2 separate regions of the Macaca mulatta genome follow, and region 1 is linked to region 2. A link is a contact called in public Hi-C data. All regions are on one chromosome and are shown on one strand. The core of a region is the stretch at or near the end of the contact, and the rest is flanking DNA. Distances in the headings are between cores, read along the strand shown. Region 1 holds the start of PSMF1 (proteasome inhibitor subunit 1). Region 2 holds the start of RAD21L1 (RAD21 cohesin complex component like 1).

Region 1 (5,164 bases), core at 807-3,306, 93 kb after region 2:
GGTCAAAATCAAATCTTACTCCTCTTCTCAGCCCCACTGTCCCCTGCACCATCCCAGATATCAGTTTCTTTGAAGAATCTACGAAAAGCTGAAATAAAATGACTGGGGCAAGTGAAGAGCTGCTCAAGATTAAAAAGCTGGAGTAGGACAAGTGGGGAGACAAGATTTCTGTTAGGGGGACTATGCACTGAAACAGGAGCCTGACACTGAAATGTGTCTCTACCTGGTACTAAGGTCTGAAATGCTGAAAGGCATTTGGAAGGTATGTGGAATGAAGGGCAGCACAAAGAGAAAGGACAGGGACAGATGTGTTTGGGAAGGTGAAATGGTTCCTGCTTCCAGGTGTGTGTGTGTGAAAGGCTGGCTGTTCTTTTCCATCCTCATCTCCAGTCATAGAGCCCATTTGAGAGATGAAGTATGTGTGAGTTTGGAGGTGGGAATGGGGATCCTGAGTGTGTACCTGGGGTCCCAGTGAGATAACTGAGGTCGGGGGCGGGCAGGGGAAGAGCCAGAAATCCCTGACAGTTCTTAGGCTCTGGTTCCTGCTGAAGGAGGTAAAGTGTGAGAGGGGTATCGTGGTCTTGGTCTTTAGTTCTAAGAGACAGAGAGGAATAGGGACAGCAGTGAGGGGGAGGGGAAAGGGGATACTTGCCTAAGTGCTCAGAATGTACAAAACAAGTTTGAAGACGGGTCCCTAAAGCTGTGTCAGGAGAGGAGAATTAAGACTCTATTTGAGAAGCTAAAAAAAATGATTAGAGGAGTTGAGGGCTGAAGCAGTCAAAAAGGAGAGGAAGGGTGATGGGGTGATCTGTTTCCCATGGCTGGTCTTGGTTCTGAGAGTGAGAGAACAGTGACAGTGAGGGGCACGCATGGAGGCAGGCCCAGTTGTCCCAGCAAGCAGATGTCTAGGATGATGTGGATGTGGGGATGAGGGTCACAGGGAAGAGACAGCAAAGACAGAAGAATGCTAGAGCAAAGAATTAGTGAGGTGGGTTGGGCCCAGCGGTCCTGGAACTCGGTGGGGATGACAACAACGTCCCTAGGTGTAAGAGGTGGAGCCTGGGGATGGGAGTGGAGGGGGCTGGCCCTATGGGGACAGCTATGAGGAGAAAATCTCATATGACTCTCACATCCAGGCTGTATGTGTATACGATTCTAGGGGGGACTGTTTCCTAGAGCTTGAGTTGGGGATGGCAGTAGCGAGTGGACTACGCTGGGCCCTTCAGTAAAGCGTGAAAGGCATGTGAACTCTCTGGGCCCATGCTAAGGGGTGAAAAAAGGGCCGTGGCCTGGGGCTGAGTAGGTCAAAGCTCACTCCCGTACCTGTGCTTGGATCCAGATGTTTGGTGGAGGCTCTAGTGTGGTATGAGGGGGGAACTGAGTCAGTCCCCTCACCCCGAGGCTGGGTGGGAAGGAATTCAGAGGAGATTAGGTGGGTGAGGAGTGCTCTGGGGAGCTAAACTCCTGTCTGGATTCTTTTCCATTCTATGGAATGCTAGGTCCACACAGTCCTGGCCTGAGAGGCTGCCAGGCTGTGTTGAAGCGAGTTTCTGCCCTTGAGTTTACAAATCATGTTGTGCCAGCTGTGCTGTGAGGGACTCTGGGCTGGGTTGGAGCAGGTGAGCAACCTCCGACCCGCAGGTTTTACCAACGCTGTCATGTGCCCCAGGCCCTGCATTGGGAAAGGCGGGGAAATCGGGCGCTCTGGACCAGGCCTCCGGGCCTCTGAGTTTGGACAGAAGACAGTTCCCTCCTCCACCCTGGCCGGCTCCGTGGCGTACCTGGTCACCGACACCCAAGCCGTAGTAGCCGTGTGTCACCATTTCCCAATGCAAGAAGCAGACGAGCGCGTCCTGCGTGCAGGTGATGGCCGGCGCTGCCGATGCGAACAGTACCTCCAGGCCCGCCATGAGCGCCAGCGACTTCGGCGTCTGGAGGAGAGAAGGGGGAGGGGGTAGTGCAGTGAGCCAGCTCCGCGGCCGAGGTAGCTATAACTCCGCTTCACTCCTGCGCTAGCTCTGGCAGAGCCTACACCTGAGACCAAGATGGAGACGCCCGGGGGCGGGGCGGGGCGGGGCCGCCGGAAGTAGCCCCAGGAGCGGGCGCAACTGCGTGAGGCGCGCCGGGCTGGCAACGCGAGCGCAGAACTAAAAGGTTCCGCCAGGGACCGCGCGGGGCGAGACCCCTCAAAGCCGGAACCTGGGTCTTCGCCGCGGCCGACAGGATCGCTTCACGCAAGCACAGCGCCCTCCAAGAGGCCACCTTGCTGAAAGCCAGACTTCCCATGCACAAAATGGGTTATGCTAGGCCGGGGAAGGGGCTGGGAAATGTGGCTAAAATACATTCTTAATAATCGTTAATACGTACGCAGTGCTTACTACCGGCCACATTATTCTGAATGCTTTACTTGTATTCATTTATTTAATCTTCACAACCCAACTCTATGCAGTTGATATTAACGATTAATGTGCCTCATTGCACAGATGAGGAAACTGAGGCACAGAGGGCTAATTTGACCAAGGTGACAACAGCCAGCCGGTGAATGGCTGAGATGGTTACAGGAACCTAGCAGTCTGGCTTCTAAGATAACATTTATTAAGTGTTTATTGTGTGCTACATCCTGTACTAAAACCTTTACATCACCTTCTCAACAACTCTATGATGTACCATTATTATCCCCATTTTGCAGATGACAAAACGGCTGAGAGTTGAAACCATTTTTCCAAGAAGACACAACTGCTGCCGGCAGAGCTGAAGCTCCTGACCCATTACCAAATTTCAATCATTTGTTTGACTACCCCCTTTATGATTTTTACCACCCATTACGTCAACAAGTTTCATGAAATCCACTTATTGTTTTTACCCAAATAAATTTAGTTTCCCCATCCCAGTCACCAACCTGGTCCAAGCTCCTGTCATCTTTCAGTTGGACGCCTGGCATCAGCCTCGGAACTGCCCCATTCCATTCCTGTCTCTCTCTGTACTGCACTTCGCAACCAGAGAGATTCTGTTAGAAAACAGGTCAGATCCGCCGGGTGTGGCGGCTCACGCCTGTAATCCCATCACGTTGGGAGGCCGAGGCAGGTGGATCACTTGAGGTCAGGAGTTTGAGACCAGCCTGGCCAACATGGTGAAACCCTGTCTCTACTAAAAATACAAAAATTAGCTGGGCGTGGTGGCGCACGCCTTTAGTCCCCGGTACTTAGGAGGCTGAGGCGTGAGAATCGATGGAACCCGGGAGGTGCAGGTTGCGATGAGCCAAGATCTCACCATTGCACTTCAGCCTGGGCAACAGAGCGATACTCCGTCTCAAAAAAGAAACAAAAAGAAAAAAGAAAACAAGTCAGATCACATCCCTCGGCTCAAAATCTCACAGGGTTCCCATCACGCTCAATGGAAAAGTAAAGTCCTCCCCGTGGTCTGCAGGAACCTGCATGTGGTCTGCCACCTCCTGCCCCAGCCCTGCCAGTCCTGTACCTCTCTGATTCAATCTCCTTCAACTGTCCTCCCATCCCCTTTATACCTGCAATGACCTTGGCTCCCCTTCTCTCACAGCTACATCTGGTCCAACAGCAAAGCTAGTTGACTCCACTCTCAAAATATATTATGAATCTGACCACTTCCCATCACCTTCACTGCTTCCACCCTGGTCTGATCCTCCAGCATCTAGCTTCCCAACCACTTTCCCTCTTTCATGTGTTCTGTTTAGGCCTTTGCATTCCTCTTCCTGGAATGCTCTTTTCCCAAATATCTACGTGTCTTGCTTCTTCATTTTTAGAGGCTCCATCCCTCACTCCTACCATCCTCAATAGAGGGCTTCCCAGACCATTCCATCCAAATAACCTTCTCCAGTCTTTAACCCCTCTCCTGTTTTTTTTTTTTTTTTTTCCCTGCAAAGCACTAATCATAACTTGAAACTATATTAGGTATTTATTTCTTTGCTTATTTAATGACTGTCTTTCCACTAGACTGTGACAAAGAAACAGGGAGCATGTCTACCTTGTGCACATATGTACCTGAATGCTATCTGGGATCAATCTATACTTATTGAAAGAAAGAATGAATACTGAATGAAGAAATGAATTCTTGTCCTAGCCCCAACCCAATCAGGCCACTCTTATCTCTTTATAGTTCACCACTCCCTTTGTCAGCTGGTCCTGTGCCTCTCCAAATTTTGTGTTCCTAGAGTTTCCTTGAGACACCCAGATTCTTGAACTCCTTCTGCAGAGATTCTGGATGAGAAGGTCTGAGGAAGAGTGCATGTATGTTGACCACATTCTGGACGACACTAAAGCTGATGGCTGTGGAACTCCTCTCTGAGATGTACTGCCTGTGGCATAAAGCTATTTGCCCTTTCTACTGAGAAGTTCTGCACTTTCGGGCTTCCCTGCTTTTGCTTGTTCTGTCCCTTCTGTTGTGATACCCTTATCCAGTTATGGAAAAGTTCTACAGATTCATTCCATCAATAAACTTTGATAGGCTGGGCTGCCATGAACCATAGTGCAGGGTGTCCACTTAAGGTGCCTACTTAGTGGCAGCCCATTCCTAAGTGCCTAGTGTGGGCCAGACACAGATGAACAGGTTCCTGTCCCTATAGGGCTCACTGTCTAGTGTTTAAAAAAAAAAAAAAAAAAAAGCACTGGTCAGGCACGGTGGCTCACGCCTGTAATCCCAGCACTTTGGGAGGCTGAGGCGGGCAGATCACGAGGTCAGGAGTTCAAGACCAGCTTGGCCAACATGGTGAAACCCTGTCTCTACTAAAAATACAAAAATTAGCCAGGCGTGGTGGCAGGCACCTATAATCTCAGCTACTTGGGAGGCTGAGGCAGGAGAATCACTTGAACCCAGGAGGTGGAGGCTGCAGTGAGCTGAGATCAAGCCACTGCACTCTAGCCTGGGTGACAAAGCGAGACTGTCTTCAAAAAAAAAAAGTGGATTTAGGAGCAAAAGGTGTTCCACTAAAAGGAAACAGTATGTGCAAAGGCGTGGTGGAATGCAGCTAGCTGTGTGTGATTAGAAGGTCAATGTTGTCTCCTGAGTGAGGTTTCCCTCATCTCTTTGCCCATGATTAATTGCTCTTTCTCAGTGTGCTTGGCGTCAGTGGGGTACCAAGGGGTGGGCATGGGACAGTGAGAGCTATCAGCCTTAGTCAGGTGGAGAATTT
Region 2 (5,051 bases), core at 1,921-4,420:
GGAAAGACCATTTGACAAGTAAAACTTCCTTCAAAATGTATTTCATTATATAAGTGTATCTTAATGCCTTTCTTCCTCCAAAGTCATGGTAAATACAAGCTATCATTTTAATCAGTAACATACCTTGGGTGAAAGAATTTTTTCAATGGTTATCTCTAGATTACATTCAAATACATGGGCCTTTGTGAGTTTCTTCTCCCAGTGAGCTGCAAGCCATATTTTGGCCAATGGCCCTCGTTTACTCATAAGCACATGTGTGTAGAACATGTTGCCTGTATTCCTTACTTGTATTTAACAAACTAGAGAGAACACGAAAAGATATTTAAAATTTTATTACAAAAACTTTTTATTGCTATTTTATAAGAAAAATATTCATTAATTCTACAAAATAACATTCAGATTGTGTTCTAATCCAATTATTCAATACAAGTTATTCTCTTGTAAATAAGAGAAACTTATTTAGAATGTAAAATTATAACCTAATGACAAAGCTGTAGTAAATTGTGAACTACACCTCTACATCTGGCTTAAATGCATCCTGATTAATGATTTCTTCTTACACTTCAGTTATTTTATCCAAAAAAGGATTTGAGTTCTCTTCTTACTAACATGGTCAAATAAATAAAGGAGGAAGGCTGAAAATATAAGATATGGAAATAGGAAAGAAACAAGAGTAGGAAAAGGCAGACAAAACCAAGAAAAGCTAATACAGGGCACATCTTTTCTAAAACTTAAGAATTTAAGAAGTGTTGGATTATTGATTTATATGCAGGTGTTGAATTTCATTGCCCTCTTCAAGATGCTTTGGTTTATTCAACAATATTTTAATTTTTGAAGTTAAAATCATGGGATTCCAAAAAGTGGAGTGGAGTTTCCACTCAATAAAGTGGAAAAATGAAGAAAACAAGAAACTATAGGAAAATAATTAGAAGGCAAGGGAAGAAACAAGAATCAAATTTAAATGTTTTGAAATAAGAACGATAAAAGAGGCCGGGCGCGGTGGCTCAAGCCTGTAATCCCAGCACTTTGGGAGGCCGAGACGGGCGGATCACTAGGTCAGGAGATCGAGACCATCCTGGCTAACACGGTGAAACCCCGTCTCTACTAAAAAATACAAAAAACTAGCCGGGCGAGGTGGCAGGCACCTGTAGTCCCAGCTACTCAGGAGGCTGAGACAGGAGAATGGCCCGAACCCGGGAGGCGGAGCTTGCAGTGAGCTGAGATCCGGCCACTGCACTCCAGCCTGGGCGACAGAGCGAGACTCCGTCTCAAAAAAAAAAAAAAAAAAAAAAAAAAAAAAAAAAAAAAAAGAACGATAAAAGAAAATCTTCACTTAAAACAAAGAGAAGGAATTAATGCACATTTTTACAAACTGTACTATTCTTGGTAACACCGTAGGGCTCTATTACTAAGCTAAAGATGAGAAGGGATGTTATAGCACTTTGGTTGACTTCTAGGAAAGAATCAAATTATTGCTTACATATAAGTAAATTTACACTGCCACAATAGAAGCTTCTTTTTGCTTCTTTTCTACTTATTTCTACTTAAGAGAAAACTGAGCCAAGACAAACACAAAGTTGGCCACAGAATTAAAAACTTAGGTAAACTTCGATCAGTGTCCATTTGTACCGCAAGAATTCAATCATTATGCCCCAACTAAAGGTGACGCAATCCGCCAAACCACGTTCCCCTACGGGGCAGGTGGAAATTTTAGTGTATATGACTTGTGCCTTGCGTTGGTTCCACTGCTTTCCTTTTTAGTCTGTGTGTTTCGCTATCTCTGAATAAATTCCTATTTATCTTTTTAAATTGCTCCCAGTGGTGTGAGGTACTTTTAAAATGTACTTTTTGGCCTGGTGCAGTGGCTCACGCCTGTAATCCCAGCATTTTGGGAGGCTGAGATGGGCGGGTCACTTTGATGCCAGGAATTGGAGACCAGCCTGGCCAACATGGTGAAATCCCGTCTCTACTAAAAATACAAAAAGTAGCCAGGCACGGTGGCGGGCATTGTAATCCCAGCTACTTGGGAGGCTGAGGTAGGAGAATCGCTTGAACCCGGGAGACGGAGGCTGCAGCGAGCCGAGATCGCACTACTGCACCCCAGCCTGGGCGACAGAGCGAGACTCTGTCTCAAAAAAAATTTTTTTGAGACAGAGTCTCGCTCTGTCGCCCAGGCTGGAGTGCAGTGGCGCGATCTCGGCTCACTGCAAGCTCCGCCTCCCGGGTTCACGCCATTCTCCTGCCTCAGCCTCCCGAGTAGCTGGGACTACAGGCGCCCGCCACCGCGCCCGGCTAATTTTTTGTATTTTTTAGTAGAGACGGGGTTTCACCGTGGTCTCGATCTCCTGACCTTGTGATCCGCCCGCCTCGGCCTCCCAAAGTGCTGGGATTACAGGCGTGAGCCACCGCGCCCGGCCTAAAATGTACTTTTTAAGTGATGGACTTCTTTAAAAAAAAAAAAAAAAAAAAAAAAAAAAAAAAAAAAAAGCAGAAACCCCAAATCCTGCGATTTACTATTCCTGAGACATTGATTTTCCCAAACACATATTACCTACCCTTTTTCCCCTCGCCACAAAATATGCACACAAACTTCCCCCCACCTCACCCCCCCACCACGTCCTGGAGGCTATTTCTATCTCTAGATTGAACTGACTTCGTGCAAAGTGAAGCTAACGGGATGGGGCCAATCCGTGGGAACCTGCCCGGGAAGGGCAGGGTGGCGGCGGTGGCGGGGAGGGAGGGAGGAAGGGGCCGGAAGGAGACCAGGCGGGGACCCTGGGAGAGGGGAGTGGGAGGAGAGGAGAGTGGGGAGAGAGGGGTGAGCCAGAAAGGGCGAGACCCTTCGGGGGGTGAGGGAGGGGAAAGCAAAGTGCTGGGCTGGGAGGAGCTGACGGCCACCCTCAGGGGCAGGGGGACGCCAAAGGCTCCTCCACAGACGACTCCTCAGAATGCAGGGCCGGGTGCTCACAGAGGGAAACTGAGGCCACAGCGCCCATTTTCTTCCTCGTGCGGGCGAGGAGACCCCGGGTCGCGCTCCCAGCCCCAGCTGGGCTGCGGGCGACGACCTTTCTTCCTCAGGCGGGACCCTCCGGGCTTGGCGCCGCGAGCTAACCGGGCGGTGAGGCGCCGTGGCCGGGTGCGTGTGGGGATGTGGGTGGTGGCGGCTCCCATCTCCCAGCCCGCCTACAGCCCTCGGGGTCCGGCCGGCCTCTCAGGCTGCGCCCTACTTTCAAAGCCTGGTCTGAGGTGTGGCGCGCCAGAGAAGGGGGCTGCGAGGAGTCGCCAGGTCAGCGTTTAGAGTCCGGGGCGCCGGGTTCTTGGCGCCGCTGGGCGTCTGCAATGCGCCGCAGGCGCGGGGCGGGGCGTGGAGAAGGCGGGGCAATGGGCGACGGGTGGGACTGACAGGGGATGGGGCGGGGCAGTGGGCGAGGGCGGGGCGTGCAGGGGATGGGGCGGGGTAATGGGCGATGGGCGGGACTGACAGGGGATGGGGCGGGGCAGTGGGCGAGGCGCGGGGCATGCAGGGGATGGAGAGGGACGTACAGGACATGTGGAGGGGCGTCGAGGGGTATGGAGGGGCGGGGCGGGGCAGCGCCTGAGGGACGGGCGGCAGGGGGCGGGGACGGGCGGCAGGGGGCGGGGACGGGAGGCAGGGGGCGGGGACGGGAGGCGGGGGGGGGGAGGGGCGAGGAGGGGCGGGGAGGGGCGGGGAGGGGCGGGGAGGGGCGGGGAGGAGCGGGGAGGGGCGGGGAGGAGCGGGGAGGGGCGGGGAGGAGCGGGGAGGGGCGGGGAGGAGCGGGGAGGGGCGGGGAGGAGCGGGGAGGGGCGGGGAGGGGCGGGGCTGAGGGACGGCGCAGCGGCTGCGGCGGCTGGGGGCTCGGACAGAGTTAGGGCAGTGCGGTAGACTGGAGCGGACTGTGACTGAGAGGGACGAGGGAGCGGGGAGTTGGTGGGGACAGTGGACGGGGCAGGAGGGATAGAAGCAGACAGTGAGCAAGGCGCACCGGTCCTAGCGCGCAGTCTCCGGCTTTGTCCTGGCTCTCGGACCCGAGACACCTGTGCAGGGGCATGATAGGGACCGGGCCTGGGCCCCATAGTCCTGTTGTGAAAGGTGATCCTTTCTGGCTGATCTCTGAACATCCCTATGATGCAGTCCAGTCTGTTCTCTTCCACTTACTAGCTGGAGGTCACTGGAGAAATTCTGTAATCCCTTGAACCTCAGATTTTCTCATCTGTAAAGTGAAAATAATAAAAGTACTTGCGCCGTAGGGTATTGTAAGAAATAAATAAAATGAACCATGTAAAGAGCCAAGCAATAATAAGTGCTCTACAAATATTAGCTATTATTATTATTATTAAAAAGATTATTCACATTGACCTGCCCTTTGGGGACAGCAAATATTTTCCAGCCTGGAATATCATCAGTAGCCAAAGCCAAGTGCTAGAACCTGAGAAAAATCCTGCAAGAGTATCAGGCTGCAAAGCTGGTTTCCTCTCTTGAGTTTGATAGTAAATACTAATAAATCTTGGAGCGTCAATGCCATCCAATATAAGGTTATTGATAAGGTTCAGGCTCCTGGCTGGGCATTTTCATGGGTTTTCTCATTTACTTTTCAAACAATCTCACAAGGCAGTTATTGGTTTTCCCTCTTTTGAATAAGGAAAAGGCTGGGGAAAAAAATAGCAATCTGTTTAGGGTCACGTGGTTGGGAATTGTAGAGACAGGATTCAAATTGAAGTTTAGCTCCCAATTTCTGACCTCAGGAAATGGTGTCACGGCAACCATTCAAGAGGATGTCTGGGAGACACCCTTGGTGCCACCCTCATGTCTACTTTAATGCCAACCCATCAGCAAGCCCATCACTCCACCTTCAAATATGACTTTAATCTATCCCTTCTCAAGATCTCCACCCACTCCACCCTAGTCTAAGCCACCTCTCTCCTGGAAAAGCTCCAACCTCCTGATCGGTCTCCTTCCTGTCACTCGCCTCCCTAAAGCTCATTCTCTACACCAGGGGTTCCCAACCCCGGGTGGGAACAGGGCCGCATAG

The links. Hi-C and Micro-C count contacts between places; a contact is called where the count stands out from the background.
Region 1: a Hi-C map of CD4 T cells shows a contact between it and region 2, with 2.9 times the contacts expected there. The contact joins the promoter of PSMF1 here to the promoter of RAD21L1 in region 2. A contact is called at or near these places in 5 of 14 Hi-C or Micro-C datasets (CD4 T cells, cortical neurons, fetal cortex germinal zone and 2 more).

What each region holds. Positions count from the first base shown.
Region 1 is chr10:83,017,060-83,022,223 of T2T-MMU8v2.0, forward strand. PSMF1 (proteasome inhibitor subunit 1) reads right to left here and starts at 2,057. Exons shown (of 7, transcript XM_001112708.5): 1 at 1,782-2,057. The coding sequence starts at 1,910.
Region 2 is chr10:82,922,541-82,927,591 of T2T-MMU8v2.0, forward strand. RAD21L1 (RAD21 cohesin complex component like 1) reads right to left here and starts at 3,171. Exons shown (of 13, transcript XM_077949060.1): 1 at 2,969-3,171; 2 at 2,675-2,775. The coding sequence starts at 3,171.